Regions from separate parts of the Sus scrofa genome. Here region 1 is linked to region 2. A link is a contact called in public HiChIP or PLAC-seq data. All regions are on one chromosome and are shown on one strand. The core of a region is the stretch at or near the end of the contact, and the rest is flanking DNA. Distances in the headings are between cores, read along the strand shown.

The links. HiChIP or PLAC-seq counts read pairs in DNA pulled down with a chosen protein or histone mark.
Region 1: an H3K27ac HiChIP or PLAC-seq map of skeletal muscle shows a contact between it and region 2, with 3 times the contacts expected there. The contact joins the promoter of PON2 here to the promoter of PPP1R9A in region 2. A contact is called at or near these places in 1 of 5 promoter capture datasets (fetal liver) and 1 of 2 datasets of contacts at active chromatin or transcription factors (skeletal muscle).

Annotation. Positions count from the first base shown.
Region 1 is chr9:75,048,451-75,053,983 of Sscrofa11.1, forward strand. It overlaps PON2 (paraoxonase 2), which reads right to left and starts at 2,900. Exons shown (of 9, transcript NM_001123223.1): 1 at 2,827-2,900. The coding sequence starts at 2,900.
Region 2 is chr9:74,633,712-74,638,523 of Sscrofa11.1, forward strand. It overlaps PPP1R9A (neurabin-1), which reads left to right and starts at 1,574. Exons shown (of 19, transcript XM_021063384.1): 1 at 1,574-1,742; 2 at 3,958-4,812. The coding sequence starts at 4,169.

The sequences.
Region 1 (5,533 bases), core at 1,650-4,149, 420 kb after region 2:
TTCAAAAGCAGACTGGATAGCATCTTGCTGGAGCTGTCCTAGGTGTTATGCAATAAGCAGAAAGTTCAGATGCTTGTTTCGGGGTTCCTTCTCAGGCATAGGTCTCTGATGTACTCAAGTCTCATGATTCATTCAAGGGTGTGTGCTTTGAAACAGGGACTACTGGCCTGGGTTTATTTGTGTATTTCTATTTTCCCCTTTATTCCTCAGCTAGGGAAGAGTGGAAAAGTTGAGTGTGATATGCCATTCTGCCCTGGGAACCTTAGCCAGTTACAGTTCAGAAGGAAAGAGACAATTTTGCTTCCATTTATTCATCCAGGCCATACTCATACTAAAAAATTATTCATCATTTATCTGGAATCCAAGTTAAAATTTAAGTGGGCACCCTGGCAGGAAGAGAAATAACTTGAGTGCCAAAGTGCTATCTCTAAAAATAAAATAATGAGTAGAAGACACCAAATGTGGGAAAAAAACAAACCAAAAACCTACTTTTGAAGAGCCTTTTTTTATGTGGAGCATGCTGGTTTTCAAAATACTATAAGGGTCTGAAAGGAGAACTGCTATGCATTTGAGCACTTCGCCAAACTTCATAAACAGCAGGTACTTGATATTCTACAATTATAGGATTGCCAGATAAAATGTAAGATGCCCAGTTAAATTTGAACTTCAGATAAATAATGAATTATATTTTAGTATAATTATGTCCAAAGTATTGCATGGCATATGCTTATACTAAAAAATTATTGGTTGTTTATCTGATATTCAAATTTAACTGGGTGTCCTGCATTTTTATCTGCCTTTCTAGCCACCCAACATTCATCCCAACTTTCTCACATCAGCCAATAAGAGGCATCAACTGTCCAGTGAAGTTACTACCCTATGAAGTCACTGCTCAATAAAGTTTATTATAGTTGTCTTCGTAAAGAAAAGATGCATTAAATTTTAAATTGCCTACCATGTGCATTCTATGTAAATAAGCTTCATTTATTTTTTCTTAGGTTTGCAACTGCATTTGTGACTTATAAGGACTTAAATTTAAAATCTTAAGATTAATAAGAAAGAATTGACTGGTAATTGACAAAATGTCAACTCATAGAAACATTAGTGGTTTGAACTTTAGGGACAATTTAATGAACTTGAGAATTTAGTGGTCTTGCTTTTGAAACCAAGAGCTGGACAGACAGATCATACAAAATCATCCAACTCAAAAATGTTCTGCAAAGCAGGAAGGTCATTTACATAACACACAAATAAGCTCAAGATGTCTATTTCTTTCCAGTAAATGTTCCTCTTCCAACTCTGACTGTTCCTGCTGCTTAGACACTGTTCCTCCTCCTGGCACTTTTATCAGCAGATGAAACTACGGCTAAGACGCAGAGACGGAAACTCCAGTATCGCCTTTGACTTACCCTTTATCCCTGGAGTTTCAGAGTTAAGGCCTCTGTGATTCTCTCCAAAATTCCTGTTCTTTAACTAGTATCCCCATGTCTATTTGCCCTCTATACTGGTACTTGTCAGCTCTAACTGTATATTAGAATTATCAGGAGAATTTTTAAAAATGAAAAATACTCAGGCCTGGGCCCCACCCAGATGGACAGAATCAGAATTGCTGGGAGTGCAGCCCAGTTAGCATGAGAACCACCACTCTGCTCTAATCCAGCCTCCCAGGCCATCTCTACACAGCCCAACTGGTTATGCTTTAGATGGTTTCAACAGGTACCTGTTTAAAAAATAGAACACACAATAAATAGTTCCGCTCTGCCTATCAAAGCAGGCCCCAATTTTCCAACATATATTTAACCACCTCAAACCCCATCCTTCCCCTACCCGTACTATTCTCATCACTTAACTTTCTGCTCTCCTCAAATCTAAAAGTCCCTACCTCATTCCCTTTGTTGAGGCACAATTCCTATCTGTTTCACCCATCCCGCAAGGACAATGTCAAAAGTCCCTTCCTCCTGAACTCCACCTTCAGGAACTGTAACTCTTCCTCAAGCCTGTAGGGATTGGTTTGTACCTGTCCTGAACATCCTAATTTATCTATTTGTTTTATTTCTCTTCTGCCCTATAATCGGATGAACTTTTTAAGGGTAAGGACGGTGACTTACTAGATTACAGGAGCCCAAGAGAGCATGGTATAGATTAAGCACTCAGCATTTCTAGAATTCTTTCGCCTAGAAGCTTATAAAATTTGAGTTGATAATTCGGAGACTATGACGTCTGCCTCCCCGAGTTTTCTTCATTATACCGAAGATGTGAGATGGACTAGGCGTGTCCTGTTTGGCATTCTAGCCTCAGGGTTCCCGGCCAAAAGATAAATACGGAAGTGATGTAAGGTCACTAGCTGAGTATCTCGGGTATCTTTGATCTACTGCGCCAAGATTAGAGAGCAGCGGAAGAGTTTCTCTAACTCTGCAGGAGAGGGATGGAGAACAACTCTGTTAAAGACCGAGGCTGGTTGGAGCAACAAAGAGAAGCGGCACCAGTGACCTGAAAGAAATCTTTATAATTAAAGTTTCAGTGCATGAGTCACAGTTTTGTTTTCAAGTTAAAGTACAGGGTTTGCCCTCGAGTAAACTCCAAAGAACTCGCTTCTTCAGCCTGGGGAGAAAAGAACTTTGTGAACAGCCAAGGCTGGTAAACTTTTTAGGAAGTCTCGCGATTCAGCCCAAACGGTGCAGGGTTTTGCTGGCAGCTGGGGGTGGGGTGGAGGCGACCCGCGGGGAGGGGGAGCAGCGCGGTGCAGAGTTCCTCCCCGGCCGCGAGTGTCCCCGCTCGCCCGCACCCCGGCCACCTCGAGCAGGGACCCCAGGGAGCCCCACCTACCTGAGCGCCAGGAGCCTCTCGCCCAGGAGCGCCAGCGCTATCCCCAGCAAGCTCAGAGCCAGCAACCGCCCCATGGCCTCGCTCGGCCCGGCCCGGGAGCACTGTGGGCGGCGCCCGCCGTCCGGCTCCAGCGCGCGGGCCGCGCTCCGCCCCGAGGTCCGCGAGCCCGGCTGGCTCCTGATCGCGGGCCGCGGCAGCCCCGCCCTCGGCCCAGCCCTTGGCCTTTGTCGCCACTAAACTACTCTTCTGACACCTTCCCGCCCAGGTTAAGCCAAGATTGTGACACAATGAAGTCCTTCATCTCCTTTTGCAAACAGACTACCCAGCAGGAATCTGAAGTAGTACACAGGCCTTCTCAGTTCTCTAATCTTCAAAGACATTCCCTTATGTTGTCGATCTGTCAGAATCTTCCGGCAGGCAGTTATGAAGATTTTTTTTTTTTAATTACAGGAAAAGATACTCGGTCATGTCTTGTAAATACATCACGTTGGAGTCACTGCTTTTTTATAACAGGATGTAGCTGAGAACACCGTGTTTTTAAGTAATGCCTCGCTAGACAAGAGATCTAAAAGTCTGAACACTTCTGGACACTGTTTTGATCTAAACTCAGTTTATGGGAGTAAGAGCAAAAACCAAACAAAACTTAAAAAAAAAAAAACCCATAACATGCATAAAGGAAGAAAAAAACTATAAAAAGGAAGCTTCCCCATTAAGATTGAGATAGTTACAGTAAGTGAGTATAGCTGCAATAAGCTTCTGATGGTTACCAGCGCTTAATTTCCACCCTACAGTATGTAGGCAGAAACGGTCACAATTGCCAGTTTTCAACAAACATCAATGTTATTAACAACCAATAAATAAAAACAGATGCCAGATTCACACCCTCTCTGCACAGGGGAGGAGGGAGCGAGGGAAGACCCCTCTGTTTCGGTATGTGCATGTCTGATTCAGTCTTGAGGGATTTTAGTTTATATTCCATGGCAGACAGAGAACTAAATAGTTGTTCTTCGAAAGCTCAGGAGGTTTACCTTTTCTTGTGTTATGGACCCCTCTGGCAGTGAACCTATAGATGCCTTCTCAGAGTAACATTTATAAGTACATACAGTAAAACGCATGGGATGGCAAAGGAGACCAATTACATTCAAATGCAATTGTCAAATATTCTCATGTTTGTGCAGTAATATAGTAGTGTAATGTGTGCTGCATTATTAACACTTTAAATCACAAGATCTAATACCATTCTTTCAAACAGTGATGAGCATAAATGTTATTTCAGGACATCTGCAACACTGTAATGAAATAAAGAAAATAACTCTTATTTACAATAGTAACAAAGTCACAAGTATTGCTAATGCTTTTGAGGTCTGTTTTCTACTTTCATAATTGAGGGAGATGCTAAATTCCATTAGAAATCAAGATTTTTTCCTCATTATTCAAAGTCATAGCCCCTCAGGAATTCTATCCATGGACCACTTTGCTTAAGAATTCCACCATAGTTACCCTGTGACTGGGTAGGTATGAGTGGGATCTCTTCTCTAGGGGTGTTTTTAATGTCAGTCTTGAGAGAAGAGAAGAATCTCTTATATGAAATCAGAATTTAGAGTGAGGACCTAAAAAAGAGAGGGCCTGGGTCTATTGCCAGAGCTTCTGTCTTAGGTTTGAGAGTCTTATTCCAAGGATTTGGGATAGTGACTAGAATATAAAACTATGCCTCATGGACTCCAGATCAGGAGCTAGGCTCCTCTTTCTTCCACTTGTTTTACAAAAAGAGGAAACCATAAATTGTAAATAAGAGTACCTTATTGTATGCTGTTTCCCTTTTTTTTTTTTTTTCCTTTTCTTTTTGTCCTTTTTTTTTTTACGGCCGCACCTGCAGCACATGGAGGCTCCCAGGCTAGGGGTCCAATCGGAGCTGTAGCTGCTGGCTTATGCCAGAGCCACAGCAACGCAGGATCCAAGCCGCGTCTGCCACCTACACCACAGCCCACAGCAATGCCGGATCCTCAACCCACTGAGCAAGGCCAGGGATCAAACCTGCAACCTCATGATTCCTAGTCGGATTCGTTAACCACTGAGCCACGATGGGAACTCCCTGTTTCCCTTTTTGCTGTTTCCAGGCTTTAAAAAATTCAGCTTGCTTTCCGCTGAAATGAAAGGAATGCAGATTTGTTTCTTTTAGGATGCACTCAGGATAGCAAAACACAGCTCTTGTGCTGACTCCCTCCTCTTCCCTTGCCCATGACAGACATCACTAATTGATCCTACCAGTGCCTCTCACTAAGCCTAGGCTTGTCCTCATGTCTTTTGAAATAACAAGAGAAGAGAAATAAAAAGCCCTGAGATAGCCACTGATAGCTCTCAATGCAAGATGACTCACCATCTTGGCAGCCCAGGGGAGCAATGCCCTGGGGTTTAGGATGGGGACATTTATGGAAAATAACCAGGTTTGCAAGTCTAGCAAAACCTACCAAACCTCAATCTCAGAGAATTCTGGTGAACCCTCAGTTTAATTTTATTAACTCAACCAGAAATTTCCCTCAGACTTGATCTCCTAATCCCCCCACAGTCTGTGTGAAGCGTACTCTAGCTCCATTACTCTTCCTCCTTCTGAGTGTTGCTCTTGAAGAAACTTCTGCAAAAATAGACCTATCCTTATGCCCATCCTACCACCATGCCAGGGCTAGGAATGACCTTTTCTCACATGTAA
Region 2 (4,812 bases), core at 324-2,823:
AAACTCTGTCTTTCATACTTTCAGTAGGAATTTTTCCAGAAGATTCACATTAAAAAAAAAAAAAAAGAAAGAAAAGAAAGAAAGAAAGAAAAGAAAGGAAGAAACCCAAACCAACCAAATTCTTTAGTCTGCTTTTCTGTATGAATCATCTTTTTGTAAAGAGGTGTAAGACTGGTTTTGTTGCCAACTCTGCCCCCTCTTCTACAGATAGAACTCAGTGATTAGGTTCTTGGATTTATTTAGGTTATTCTCTTAAAAAACATGGTTTCCACACTGCAAATAAATGACAGGAACTTTTCCACTAAATTACCCCAGACAGCACAAATGTTCTTTCCAAAAGTGGAGACTGGAACCACAGCCCCCTCACATTGCCTGTTACATCTGTTTATGCTTATAGAAGTGACATCCACATCATAGACACAGAATGCCAATTTTTTGGGAAAGCACCCAGAATTTGGTGAGGCTTGAAGAAAAGAAAAAATTCCACTGTTCAAAATAAGAGATACATAGAATTGAGTAGCTACAAAGCCCTTTTGAAATTAAGCGAGAAAAGATGTTGCTTCCAGAGTGTAGATTGCGTGTATAGACTTGCTGGAGTTCATACGCAGCAGTAATCATTCACTAGCGATGTAGCTGTAGGTAAATTATAGAACCTAAAGCTCAGTTTTCCCACCTGTAAAATATAGATAATAATAATTCTGTTGGGGAAATTAATGTAAGACTTTGAAACGGGCAAAAGATTATTGGGTGTCCTTTCAATGGAATGCTAGATGTTATCCACAGCACGCTGGAGTTGTGTGGTTCTACAATAGTTTGCACATTTGCCTGCCTTTGACCAGGCTTTTTACTCTTTAAGCCGTAGGAACTTAATGATAATGTAAATGGTTCTTATCTGTAGATATGAAAAATGGTTTTGTTCCTTAGAGATCCAGTTGATTAGGAACTAGTTCAAAATATTACATTTATTGTCTTATTAACTGGTTTTGTCTCTTTTCTGATTTTCCATAAAGATTTGTTCTTCACATTCTCTTGGTGTTCCCTCCCTAATTGATGAGTCAAATAACATTTTGGACACATTTTTCATTTTATGTTTCTATTCGAAAATATTTTTACCATCTTGAAAAATTATCCTGAGAGTTTCTACTCCATAGAGCTTTTTGGAGGATTGGTTTAAAGGTCTATATTGACAGTTATGATCACTTTGATATTTTGCATTGTAACACTTCTGGTATTTTTGATGGGGAAAGGTGGGGGTCCTGAGTATTTATAAAAGGGTGGGGTTGGGCGAAAGCATCTGAAAAATTCCTGACAAAAAAGTCAGATTTCCGCATATTTTCCTTTAGCGGTGGAGCCTTAAGGTCAAGATGGGTATTATGGGGAGCATTGTCCTAGGTGAAGGCCACAATGGACCTGGGCCTAGGTGTTGGCCTTCCAGGCCAGGAGCACATCCCAGGGTTCCAGATACTCTGGGGTCTGCGAGTTAACAGCACAGTTCGCGTGGCCCCGGCAGCTGTAGCCCCTAAACCCAATTCTCGCGGAACCTAGACCAGGGCTGAAGGGCAGGGCTTGCCCCAGGCCTGAGGGGCCCCTCGCCCACGGCCGAGGGGGTGGGGCGGCCTCGCCTCGGGCCGGTGCTTTTCGCCCTCCGTTGGCCGCCAGAGGCTCCCTCTCTCTCCCTCTCCTGGGATTTTGCTGCCGGGCTCCCTCTCTCTGCGGCCCTAGAGTTAATCCCATCAGCCGAGGTGAGGCACCTGTTACCCCGGGCCTTCCTCACCCCCCACCCCGGGCCTCTCCCGCCATCACACCCCGGCTCCCCCGCCAACCCAACGGCCAGGCGCGGGCGGCCGCACGTGGGCGAAGCCCCTGCCCGGGCCGGGCTCCCAGCCTCAGGCCGGCCGGAGCGGGCGAGCGCGTTGGGGCCCGGGCCGCCGCCCGCCCGCCATGGCGTTGGGGAGCGCAGCACGCCTCCCGGGGCCTCCCGCCGCCGGCCCGGCGCGCGTAGGGGCCGCAGCATAAGTGGAAGCGGCCGCCGCAGCCGCCCGCCGCGCTGCGCCGTGAGGAGCGGGCGGAGGGGCAGCGAGCGGGCCGGCGCCGAGCTGAGCGGCGACCGCGGTGGGGCGGGGGGGCGCCTCAGAGGAGGGGGTGGGAGCCTCGGCCGCCCGACCCTCCCCGCCGGCGGCGGCTCCCGCTCGGGTAAGGGGGAGGCTGAGCGCGGGGCGAGGAGTTGGGGAGGGTGGAGATGAGGAGGGAGAGAATCGCGATGTACAAAGGCTGAGTTGCAGGCTGAGGGTGGGGGTGGGTAGCGGTGGGGGAGCGGTAGGCTGAGGATCGGAGGCATGATCTGTGGGATCTATTGTTTCCTGGCACTCTGTGAGGAAAAACAAAGGGATTTATTAGCACTACCCTGTCATTTTTTTCTTCTCCTTTTTTAAATGTGGCCAGGGAGCTCGGCTCTCCCCGTGCCACACTGGGATCCGCCTGGCAGCCGCTGGGAGCCGCAGCCAGTGTGTTAGGACTTCAGGTGCTTCCTGGCACAAAGCTAGACTGCGACCTCCTACCATAGCGCTTGGCGTCACCTGCTCTCCCGGCCCTGCCCCTGCCCGGGGCCGAGGGATTGCGTCCCGAACCAGGCTTGGGAATCCGCTGCCTCTCAAGTTGGTGTTATTTATGTTTGTCTTTCGTGAGGGCAGGTTTTGAATCCCTCGGCGGCCCCATCGCCCCCGCCCCCGCCCCCTCGGGTTCAAATTGGCGGGGGAGGGAGTAGGGTGTGTGTAGGGGGGGAGGGGATGGTGTGTAAGGCCAAAACAAATGTCAGGGTAGAGGGAGATTGTCGATGCTTGACCAAAAATAATAATAACAACAACAACAACAACAAAAACCCCAGGCACCACACTCTGAAGCCTTTCTTGTTTGTCTGCATGGGCCATGCATGCTTGCTGGGCCAGGAGCCGAGTTTGGAGACTGTGAAACTGTGCGCTCCCTCATCTGCTGGTGCGTGAGAGTGATAGGGCTCGGCCTAATATTAAAAAATAAAGCAAAACAAAAACAAAATGAATAAATGAAAAAATCTTTAGAACTGTGTTGTCTGCACCTCAGCGGATCTTGAAGTATTTGATTGCTGGCATGTTGATGTAAAATCCAGCTGTGGGCTAGAGGAGACCAGCAAGTATGCATGGCGTTGTGTTTTGAGCTTGTAGTAAGTTAGAGGCAAGTATAATAATAAAAAAAAAAAAAAAATCAGGGCTATGAAAAGAGGTTTCATGGTCTGTTTATTTTCTGATCGTCACATTCTCGTGCATTTATTCCCATGATATTCTATATCCCACGCTGTAATTAATAATGTTCACTTTTATGAAACTTCCAAATATTTGCTTTGGTTCTGAACTTGGAGTGAAACTTACTGTCATGTAAGAACTTTCTTCTGTTTGTTTTTATCTGAAAGTGTTGCTTTGAGGATGCTGTAGATGAGAATATTGGACTAGAAAGAGTGAAATAAAGTCTCTGTAGGTGTGTTTCGGAGTGTGTAAACATAGATTCCAAACTTTCAATTGTACTTGTACAGGAAGAATAAGTTCTTCCTGATGTGGAGAATGTCAAATGGATTTCATTTTTCTGAGTCGGTTTGATGATTTAAAGAGCCAGGAACTGCTGGTTTCTTTGAAGGTCATTCTCAAAACTAACCAAAACTTGGGCTAAAATATTGCTGTCAAGTGTACTTATGTGTCACTGGTATGTGTGTATGTGTGTGATTTTGGTAGGGGCCTCAAGTTATGCTTGAAACAATTTTGTTACTAAAGACCAATGAGTTAGAACTTTTGAATTCTTGGCTTTCAAATTCTCATTTAAATAAGTAATTTCTTCTCTTCGACATGGAGTTAAGCCACTTAAAAGTGTATATTAGTTGACTAAACATAAATTAAGTAAATGAATTCAGAAATTCATTCTTTTCTGTTACAGATGAACCTCTAGTCTTGCTTTGAAAAAGCCATTTTGTGTAACTCTTGACTGAATAATTTCCTAATACACCTGTTGGGAGGATTACTGACACAGTATGCCATTTGAGAGGTACTTTTTCTTGACCAAATACTGGTGATTAGAGAAGAGAGGTTTTCTGTTTTTTTTCCCCCCTGATCATTATGAACATTGGTTTTTCACCCCTGAAGTAAAAATGTTGAAAACCGAATCTTCAGGTGAACGTACCACTCTCAGAAGTGCCTCTCCTCACAGGAATGCATATAGAACTGAGTTCCAGGCACTGAAAAGTACCTTTGACAAACCCAAGTCCGATGGGGAACAAAAAGCAAAAGAAGGTGAGGGTTCCCAGCAGAGCAGGGGACGGAAATATGGCTCCAATGTCAACAGAATTAAAAATCTGTTTATGCAGATGGGTATGGAACCCAGTGAGAATGCCGCAGTCATTGCCAAAACAAGGGGGAAGGGTGGACCTTCATCCCCCCAGAGAAGAATGAAGCCCAAAGAATTTCTGGAAAAAACAGATGGCTCAGTTGTTAAGTTGGAGTCCTCTGTTTCAGAACGAATTAGTAGATTTGATACAATGTACGATGGCCCTTCATATTCTAAGTTCACAGAAACTCGCAAGATGTTTGAGAGAAGTGTGCATGAGTCAGGACAAAACAACCGCTATTCCCCAAAGAAAGAGAAAGCTGGAGGGGGTGAACCTCCGGAGGAGTGGGGTGGTTCCAAGTCCAACAGAGGCAGTACCGATTCCTTGGACAGCCTTAGCTCCCGGACAGAGGCTGTCTCCCCAACTGTGAGTCAACTGAGTGCAGTATTTGAGAACACCGATTCCCC